Regions from separate parts of the Ovis aries genome. Here regions 1 and 2 are each linked to region 3. Evidence: chromatin contacts called from public Hi-C data. All regions are on one chromosome and are shown on one strand. The core of a region is the stretch at or near the end of the contact, and the rest is flanking DNA. Distances in the headings are between cores, read along the strand shown. Region 1 overlaps SUSD1 (sushi domain containing 1). Region 2 overlaps SUSD1 (sushi domain containing 1). Region 3 holds the start of UGCG (UDP-glucose ceramide glucosyltransferase).

Region 1 (3,210 bases), core at 599-3,098, 190 kb after region 3:
GCAGGAGGTCTGCATTTCCCTCTGAAGTCTCTGGAGAAGAATCGACTTCCAAGCTCATGCAACCTGTGGGCTAAATTCAGTTCCCTGCAGTTGTAGGCCTGAGGTCCCCATATTATTACTGGCTGTCAGCCAAGGGCTGCTCAGCTCCTACAGGCTGCCAGCATCCTTGCCATGTGGTCCTCCCCATCTTCAAAGCCAGTAGGAGAAATCATTATATCAAATGCATCTCTCCCTTGGAACCTCCAAATTCCCCTGTCTCTGACTTCTGCTGCTAAGTCATTTCAGTCGTGTCCGAATCTGTGCGAGCCCATCCCTGGGATTCTCCAGGCAAGAACACTGGAGTGGGTTGCCATTTCCTTCTCCAATGCATGAAAGTGAAAAGTGAAAGTGAAGTCGCTCAGTCATTTCTGACTCTTCGAAACCCCATGGATTGCAGCCCACCAGGCTCCTCCATCCACGGGATTTTCCAGGCAAGAGTACTGGGGTGGGGTGCCATTGCCTTCTCCCTCTGACTTCTAGACACAGATTTAAAGGGCTCACATGATAAGATCAAGTCCACCCGGATAATCTCCCTATTTGGGACTCCAGTTACATCTTTAAATACTATCACAGCAACAACTAGAATACTCTACAAATAAGTAAGAGCAGGTGGGTGTACCCCAGGGACCAGCAATTTGTGAGGCTGTATTATTAGGAGAATACTACCTACTACAATTATGAAGGTTCAAAATGAGTGTGTATGTATGTATGTATACATACAGATGCACAGCATATTCATACATATACATACCCACTAGGCTTATATCTGGATGTCAATCTTCTCTGGCTTATTTGGTAGTGTTGCACCTGCTATGCTTCATTTTTCATCAGACTGTACTACTAGTTCCCCAGTAATCATTCAACCCAATCCAATAAAGTTTGGTTAAATACCTACTGCTTACCAGGCACAGTTCTCGCTCTTCAAATGCTATCCCTCAAGGGTATGAAATCTAGTGAGAAAAGACAAGTGCACCAGTGGCTTGAAAGTACAGTAGAATGGCTAAAGAGAGGGAGGGAAGAGAGATCCTGCCCTGTTGAGGAAATCTATAAAGTGTCAAGGAGAAAATGGCATTTGATTTTAATCTTGAAGAACAGGAGGGACTGTAATAAACAGAAATTGCAGGAAGATTATAGGGTGATCCAGGTGAAAGTAAGCACAGAATCATATGAGCAAAGACATTCAAGAGAGAAAAGAAGGGACACAGGCAGAGAAGTATGGGCACATTGGTTTAAATGGAGAAGAATGGAGATGCAATCAGAACTGAGGCCTTGGACACCAGACTAAGAAGTACTGGTAGGACTTCCCTGGCGGCCAGTGGTTAAGAATCTGCCTGCCAACGCGGGAGACTCGGGTTCAATGCCTGGTGCAGGAAGATCCCCCATACCGCAGAGCAGCTAAACTGTGCACCACAGCTACTGAGCTGGCACTCCACAAGACAAATCACCTCAATGAGAAGCCTGTGCACTGTAAGAAAGAGTAGCCCCTACTCACTGCAACCATAGAAAGGCTGTGTGCAGCAACAAAGACGCAGCGCAGCCAAAAGATATGTACATAAATTCCCCCCAGAGTAATTTTTTTTAAAAAGTAGTAGTGGAGAACTCTGGAGGGACCACCAGGGGAAATCAGAAAATCAGTACTGCACCTTATTAACATGTCGGGCGGCAGAGTAGGCTGGAGGGAAGAGGGAACCCCTGAACACTCTTGTGGGAAATAAGAAATAGGCTTGGCCAGTCGTCCAAAGGCCTCTGCTCAGGGAGTGAACACAGAAATGACAGAGAGGCCTGCCCAAGTGCAAAATGTGGGCTAAAAGAGAAAGAGGAGGGGTCATAAATGACTCAGAGGTTTCATGCCTGTGACTAAAGAATGTTCCCTGATGAGAATTACACTTTCTCATCATCTCACGTATCAGATGATCTTGTGCTATGACTCAAGAAAACACAGGCTCAAGTCCTTTGTGGCTGGAAAGGATCGCAGGGATCTTGGAGGAAGGAAATGAAGAACCAGCCAAGTTAAATACAATTTACAAGATACTCGACTGATTATGAGCAGGGCTCGGGCAAGGGAGCTCAGGCCTCAGCTCCCTTGATGAGTTTCCCATGAAACCCACTGCTGGCTCCCTGGTCGTCATCACTAAGCCCTCTTAGGAAAATGTATGAAAGGTGACATAGCATAATTCATCAGCGGGCAAAAGCAAGAATGGGGCTGTTGGTTGGCACGAGTGAACCGAAACAATCTCAGGACTAATTTGGATCCTAGTTTTCTCCAGATTACTTTCTGAAAAGGCAGTCTCCAAAACTTCTGCAAAAGGAGACTGCCAGGTGAGTGGCCACCCAAGTAAACCCTGTACATAGATATATCTGTGCGAGCGTCCCCTTCAGAATTTCAACACCACAGTGGGTTTTCTATTATCTCAGAGCTTTCTAGTAGCTTGTATTTAAAGGTTCAAACTCTCTTTCAATATAAGGGGGAAAGGGTACTGCCAAAAACCACTTAGATATTTCCAAAGCAAAATCTTTCCTGTTAATCTTGGTAAAATGACCATGGCCAGCTCTTCGGCCATATCTTCTATCTAGTGTGAGTTTGTTACTTACACCAAACAGCTGTGGAAAGTAGTAGATTCTGGAAGCTACTGTTTCTGAAGGGCCTAGCCACAATGCTTGTATGCCTCCATTTTTCGGATAGAAGCACCTCTTTCCCTAGTAGGAGCTCCTTCCCGCCCTTTAAGCTTTGGGGAATGGATTGGTAGAAAAATTTCCAAATGTTGGAATGTGTGATTGTTCCTTGTGGCCATCATTCAATTCCAAGAAAGGGGGCTTAGCTAACCGGAAAGCAGAAATGTACCAGCGCACATCTTTGTTAAGATAGGCCCTCACTTGTGATGCTAAGTGAAGTTAAATCAGACAGAGAAAGACAAACGCGGTATGATCTCAATGACACATGGAATCTTAGAAAGCTGAAGTCACAGAAACAGAGTGGTGGTTGTCAGGGGCTGGGGGGTAGGGGAAATGAGATATTGATCAAAGGGTATAAACTTCCAGATGTAAGATGGGTAAGGTCTGGGGATCTAGTGTATAGCATGGTGACTATAGTCAACAGTACTGTATTGTATACACTTGGAAGCTGCTAGGAGAGTAGATCTTAAATATTCATATATGCACAGATTTTATAGA
Region 2 (3,206 bases), core at 472-2,971, 210 kb after region 3:
GTTGGGGTGAAGGCCAGCAGGAGCCAGGGTGGTGCCCCACATCCAGCCTGCGGAGATGAAGCCCTCACTGCGGACACAGGACTTCACAGCCCTTAGATGGTCTGTGGAAGAGAAGCCCAGGCCAGCAGAACTCAAGACACCTGGTCCCGCCTGGTCCTTTCCTAAGGACACAACAGTAAGAGATGAGGGGTCAGAGGTGCGGGCAGTGGTCCCTAGTCCTGGAGCGGGAATCAGAGCTATCCTGACTGGACCTCTCGGCGAAAGGGATAGTCCAATAACGCTTGGGACACACCTGTGTTTTCAGTGGCTCTCCTGAACATCTGAAAAGGTGCATTCTCTTTTCCTTATTACAAATACAGAGATGGGGAAGTTCTCGTGTACGTTGCCAGTCTGGGCACTGAGGACAGACTCAGGAAGAAGTGATTTCTTTCACATATTTGTCTCCTTTTTCTCTTCCAGCACTCTTGGTTCCATGATGGCCATTCAACCACAGATGATCACCGCGTTGTGTCGAGTAAGTGGTTTATCTACCTGCAGGTACTGGCTTTCTCTCTCTCTTTCCTCCTCTGTTCCCCCCCTCCCTCCACCTCTCCCACCCTGGTTCTCTCCGATCTCTAAGAAGATAATTTTGCCTATAAGCTTTTTGACTTGGCAAACCTAGATACATATTAAAAAGCAGAGATATCACTTTGCCAATGAAGGTCCGTATAGTCAAAGCTACGGTCTTTCCAATAGTCATGTACAGATATGAGAGTTGGACCATAAAGAAAGCTGATCGCTGAAGAATTGATGCTTTTGAACTGTGGTGTTGGAGAAGACTCTTGAGACTCCCTTGGATTGCAAGGAGATCAAACCAGTCAATTCTAAAGGAAATCAACCCTGAATATTCATTGGAAGGACTGAAACTGAAGCTCCAATACTTTGGCCACCTGATGTGAAGAGCCAACTCATTGGAAAAGATGCTGATGCTGGGAAAGATTGGAGGCAGAAGAAGCGGATGGCAGAAGGTGAAATGGTTAAATAGCCTCACTGACTCAGTGGACATGAATCTGAGCAAATTTCGGGAGCAGAGGACACAGGAGCCTGGCATGTGACCTCTATGAGGTCGCAAAGAGTTGAACATGACTGAGCAACTGAACAACAACAAGAGAAAACAGCATGACCTGTGTATGACAGCTCTTCTGACCTTTTGGGTCCACATCAAGGATAAACGTTCATTCTTCCCCTTGACCTAAAGGGTGTGTGAATGAATGGTGGGGCTATTCTGAGGAATTCCCATCAACAGGCTGCCTGCGGGAGCGTGTGGGCCATGAGTCAGAAGCACTGTGATCTCCTCTCCGTCTCATCACCCTTCTCACCAGCACCCTCTTTTGTTTTCACTGCAACACTTGCCCCTGTCCTTCAACATTCCAAAACTTTCATTCTCCCCTGAGGTCAGCAATATATTTAAAGCGCATGCTTTCATCTTGTTCCCATCAGTAAGATTTAACTTAACGTAAGACACTCAGAATGGAAATTCCATGCACTTTTCTTCTGGGAAACCAGCTGCTGCATATTCCAAGTCCAAACCCCTTGCCTCACATTTCTGGTAAAATTCAAAAGTTTACGGTTTTACTAAAACAGAGTCACATCTTAGGCAAGGAAGCACATCTCTTATTCATTAAAGGGAGGGCTTGGGGTCTGTTCTTCTCTTGTTTGTTTGCTTAGAACTTTCACACTTTTTTTAAAATTGCAAATTCTTTAAAGTGGGATAGATAGGGAAAACAGACAGGCAGGGTCTCAATGACTTCAAATAGCTCAACAGTGTCCCCTGGTGGCCATGAGCACAGATACAGAGTGCGTGAGCTACCAGGCTGTTTCATGTACAAAACAAGGTATAAATGAGACTCATCAAGATGAAACTCTCTCTCCCAAATCAAAACATATGAAATGCTAACGTGAATCAGCAGCGCAAAACGTCCAAACAGGAGACGGACCAAAGAGTAGGAGACTGAACAGCTATTCATCTTGATAAACCACCATGGGAAGAAATGCCCAAATTGAACATATCCTTCCAACTCACCAGCTGGTGAATTCTTTTTTGGTCTAAAGCTTTCATTAACTAACCAGGCATTTTCTCAATGCCAACACCACCCGCTGGCCATTTTGAGATTAGTCTTCATATGCGTTCATTACAAAAATATGTCTTTGCTGTGCTATCATTGTCCTTACGTGGGCTAGCACGATCCTTATGTGTTGGGGATTCAAGGCAGAACACACAGACAAAAATCTCTGCCATCAGAGGGCTCCTATTTTAGTAGGGGAAAAGAAAACAAACAAGTAAAAGTCAAAATACAAGTTCTGAAATTAGTTCTGTGAAGAAATTCAAACAGAGGAAATGGATAGAGAGTGATGGGGTGGTGATGGGGAGGTGATTTTTGAAAGGATGAATTTGAGCAGAAACCTGACTGACAGGGCTTCCCTGGTGGCTCAGGTGTAAAGAAACTACCTGCAATGCAGGAGGTGCGGGTTTGATCCCTGGGCCAGGAAGATACCCTGGAGAAGGAAATGGCCTCCAGTATTTTCTAGCTTGGGACATCCCATGTCAGGGGGCCTGAAGGCTGCAGTCAGTCGCAAAAGAATCAAACATGACTTAGCGACTATACAACCAGGACATGTGGAGGGAGTATCTAAGGATCAGTAAGCACCAGATGGAAAGGTCTGGATGCAAAAACAAGTCTGACTCATTTGAGAAATAGCAGGGAAGGTAGGGAGGCAGCTGATGCTTAGTGAGAAAGAGAGAGGGCAGAGGAAGATGAGGTCAGTGAGGCAGGCAAGGGCCAGACTACATGTTCCGTGGTCAGGCACATGGATTCTATTCCAACACTCACGCAAACTCATCCGACAGTTTTGAGCTGGGGATGACGTTCTTATGTGAGTGTTTTTCTTTTTGTATTAATTTTTTATTGGGATATAGTTGATTTACAATGTTTTGTTAGTTTCGGGTGTACAGCAAAGTGAATGAGTTTTACATATACATATATCCACTCTTTTTAAAGGCTCTTTTTCCATACAGGTCGTTACAGAGTCTTGAGTAGAGTTCTTTGTGCTCTACAATAGGTCCTTATTTGCTATCTATTTTATATATTGTTGTGAAAGTGAAAGTCGCTCAGTCGTGTCTAACTCTTTGCCACCCCAAGGACTATACAGTCCACGGAATTCTTCAG
Region 3 (3,241 bases), core at 633-3,132:
GTAAGGTTCCAAACAATTTGGATAAATGCAGAATAACACAAAATGCTTAAACTGACCAACTGATGTAGTTCATCATATCTTAACAGTACATTAATGGTAAGATGCAGCATTATTTTACGTACAACTAAGGAAAAAACACCAATTAATTGTAAAATGCCATTGACTGTGAGATCCATTTCAGAAATGTTAAAATGTATTCAAATGTTTCTTTTTAAGTCAGAATTAACTAAAATAGTGACATTTAAAAATTTTCACTTGTAGTGTTATTTCCATGCTAGTACACTATCGAGCTATAACTTTATCAACCAGTAACTCTCAACAATGAAGTCTGGTTTCTAAGTCTTGTTCTTTCTTACTGACTTTACCCAGGTAAAACAAAGGATACAGCAAATCCAGGATTGGTTCTCAACATAGACGTTAATTCAAACTCTTCTAAAGGTGTGCGTACACTCAGTCGCTAAGTCGTATACATCTTTTCTATCCCATGGATTGTAGCCTGCCAAAATCCTCTGTCCATGAGGTTTTCCAGGTAAGAATACTGGAGTAGGTTGCCATTTCCTTTTCCAGGAGATCTTTCTGACACAGGGTAACCCCTGTGTTCTGCATGCAAGTGGATTCTTTCTAACTGAGCCACCTGGGAAGCCCCTTTCTGATTGTAGTTTCTCATTTAATTGTAGATTGAGGTAGTTCATTCGATCAATATCAACTATATAAATAACAATGATAAACAACTTCTTTCCAAAATTGAAATCTATTCTGAAATCTCTCTAGGGAGTCATGGATTATGTAAAAGGAAATCATTTGAAATAATAAACACTTGTCTAAACATAAAACAGTGAAGAATCTACATAAACTCATCTAGGCTAAAGAAAGAGAAACGTTTAGTACTAGATTAAAACATCTCCCTGGACTGATTTAAATTAAGATAAACAGTAGGTTACCTTACTATCCAAAATGCCACATCTTTCCATTTTAGAGTGCTATCCTCCTGGGTAACTTAAAATCTTCTAGTAGCTAGCAGAATTTAAAAAACAGCAGCAAAGGCAGCGAAACAATTTTAATAAATTAACTCGTATCAAAAATATTCTTAAAATTTGAAATCAATATAAAATTAATGACATCAAGTGTATCACTTCATATTAGGTGTATGACTTACATTCGTAACACAACTCATTTAGTTCCTGCTATCCACATTTCAAGCGCGCAATAGCCCCTATGGCTATCATATTGGGCAGGAGTCTTAGAGGACTTCAGAATCAGCTAATCCTTTACATCCAGAGTTTGAGAATTTCTTGTATGTTACATACATGCTGCTTCTAAGGTGCTTAGAGATCTGTGAAGCAGAAGACTTCACTCTCGGTACGTTGTGATCCAAGGCTCGACAGCATTGAAAGTAGCAAGGGAGAAAGGCAATGGGACAGATCCGGACGCCCAGGAACGTGCCTTGGAAGGTCTGGGCCGCTCCGGGCAATGCCCGGCGCAGAGACTGCGGACACAGCTTTGGAAGTTGCACTGCGCGACAACTCGGGGCTGCCTGGAACCCCGGGCCTTTTCCTAGGACGCCCTGGCACACCAGAGCCGGACAAAGGGAAAGTGTCCTCGGAGCTGGACACAGGGTCGCGCTCCGCCGACAGAGGCGGCTGCCCGGGTCGCATTCGCCGGTCGCCGAGAGGTGGGCGGCGGCCGGCGGCTGGAGAGGAACACCCAGACTAGCCCTCCCAGGGGCGCGCTCACGACAGTGACGCCACCAGCGCGAGGGCGGCAGGGTGGGCGGAGAGGAGCGGCGCGCACCGCCCCTCGGAGGGCGGGACCGCGGTTTCGGAGGGCCGGGGCGGGGCGGGGTGCGCCGGGGAGTCGGGGCGCCAGCGGGCGGTTTCGATTAGTGCTCGGAGCTGCGACGGCAGAGCAAGGCGCGGAGCTGCGCTGCCCGGAGCCCGGCGCCAAGGCTGCGGGAAGGCGGCGGCGCAGGCGCGCGGGGTCCGGCAGGCGGCCGCGAAGAGGTGGAGAGGCGAGCGGGAGCGCGGGGCCACGGCCGACCTGACCACTGAGCCCGGCCACCGCAGCGCCGGCACCCGCGAGCGCGCCCGGGCCAGCGCGCGAGGGAGAGCGCGCGGGCGGGGGCGCGCAGGCCCTGCCCGCCCCTTCCGCCCCCACCCCCTCCGCCCCTTCCTCTCCCCACCTTTCTCTCCTCTTCTGCGCCCCCGCGCCGGGCGCCCACCCAGTCCTCCTCCTGCGGGAGCGCTGTCCGCTGCGGCGGCCGGATCGGGCCGGGCCGGGGGATGGCGCTGCTGGACCTGGCCCTGGAGGGAATGGCCGTCTTCGGGTTCGTCCTCTTCTTGGTGCTGTGGCTGATGCATTTCATGGCCATCATCTACACGTGAGTGAGGGGCAGCTGGAGGACCCGCGGCGGGGTCCAGGCCTCGGGGACAGGCGAGGGTAGGAGGAATTTCGCTTTGGAGGAGATTGGGCTCGGATGGGGGTGGAGACAGCCAATTTTCAGACTCTCCCTCCCAGTCTCTCTAGCCTTGGATCAGCTGGGCCGGGGGGTTCATTGGAAGAGAGAAGTGACCAGTGAGGGGGTGGCTGGGCGGCAGGCGACTTCACAGCCAGCGGAAAGAGACTGTACTCTTTTTATGTGTAGGGCGGAGGGTTGCTTGCTTGGTTTGATTGTGCTATGGATTCGTGTGGTTTTTCATCTGGGCCAAGATGTATGGTGTATTGTGAGGTTTTTTTCCCTCTCTCGACCTGGGCCACGTTTCTATTATGATGGTGATCATTTCCACTCTTCTGGGAGCTGCACGCAGCCACCTGGAGACCTCCCTGTGGATTTTCTTCTTCCTGGATAAGCTTTCTGTCCTTAGATAGATGTGAAGCACCTGTCCATCTTGAAAAACGTCCACCAAACCTCTGAACTGGTGGTGTAACCTTAAGTCACGTCAGCTTGTACATTTCAGTGTGGCTACCCCCCACCCCCCAATTCCTTATATTTTGTCTTTAGATTGGGTCCGCCCCGCCCCCCAGGCACATACCTTTTCATTAGATACCATTCATTGAAGACACAGTATCAAGCACGACAGAATTCCTGTCCTCATAGAGCTTACATTCCAGAAGGGAGAGACATAATTAAAATCCGAATAAGGTTATTTCAGATAGTGATAAAGACTATGAAATAAAATAAAATCGGGTAATGGGATGAGTATGACATAGGGTGTGTAACTATTTTTGATATTTTAATTGTTTG

What was found. Hi-C and Micro-C count contacts between places; a contact is called where the count stands out from the background.
Region 1: a Hi-C map of tail adipose tissue shows a contact between it and region 3, with 4 times the contacts expected there. The contact joins the enhancer-like site here to the promoter of UGCG in region 3. A contact is called at or near these places in 3 of 16 Hi-C or Micro-C datasets (liver, omental adipose tissue and tail adipose tissue).
Region 2: a contact with region 3 is called in a Hi-C map of skin fibroblasts, with 4 times the contacts expected there. The contact joins the enhancer-like site here to the promoter of UGCG in region 3. A contact is called at or near these places in 3 of 16 Hi-C or Micro-C datasets (liver, skin fibroblasts and tail adipose tissue).

The regions. Positions count from the first base shown.
Region 1 is chr2:11,465,984-11,469,193 of ARS-UI_Ramb_v3.0, reverse strand. The region is part of intron 15 of SUSD1 (sushi domain containing 1); the gene reads right to left. Among named protein-coding and RNA genes, the nearest start is that of SUSD1, 120 kb to the right of the region's middle. Within about 2 kb of position 1,848, at least 8 of the 54 cell types and tissues checked have an H3K27ac peak or open chromatin away from gene starts, as enhancers often do. A contact at or near this core is called in tail adipose tissue, where this site is marked.
Region 2 is chr2:11,446,561-11,449,766 of ARS-UI_Ramb_v3.0, reverse strand. All of the region lies in intron 12 of SUSD1 (sushi domain containing 1), which reads right to left. Among named protein-coding and RNA genes, the nearest start is that of SUSD1, 100 kb to the right of the region's middle. Within about 2 kb of position 1,721, at least 7 of the 54 cell types and tissues checked have an H3K27ac peak or open chromatin away from gene starts, as enhancers often do.
Region 3 is chr2:11,653,823-11,657,063 of ARS-UI_Ramb_v3.0, reverse strand. It overlaps UGCG (UDP-glucose ceramide glucosyltransferase), which reads left to right and starts at 1,882. Exons shown (of 9, transcript XM_004004013.5): 1 at 1,882-2,377. The coding sequence starts at 2,280.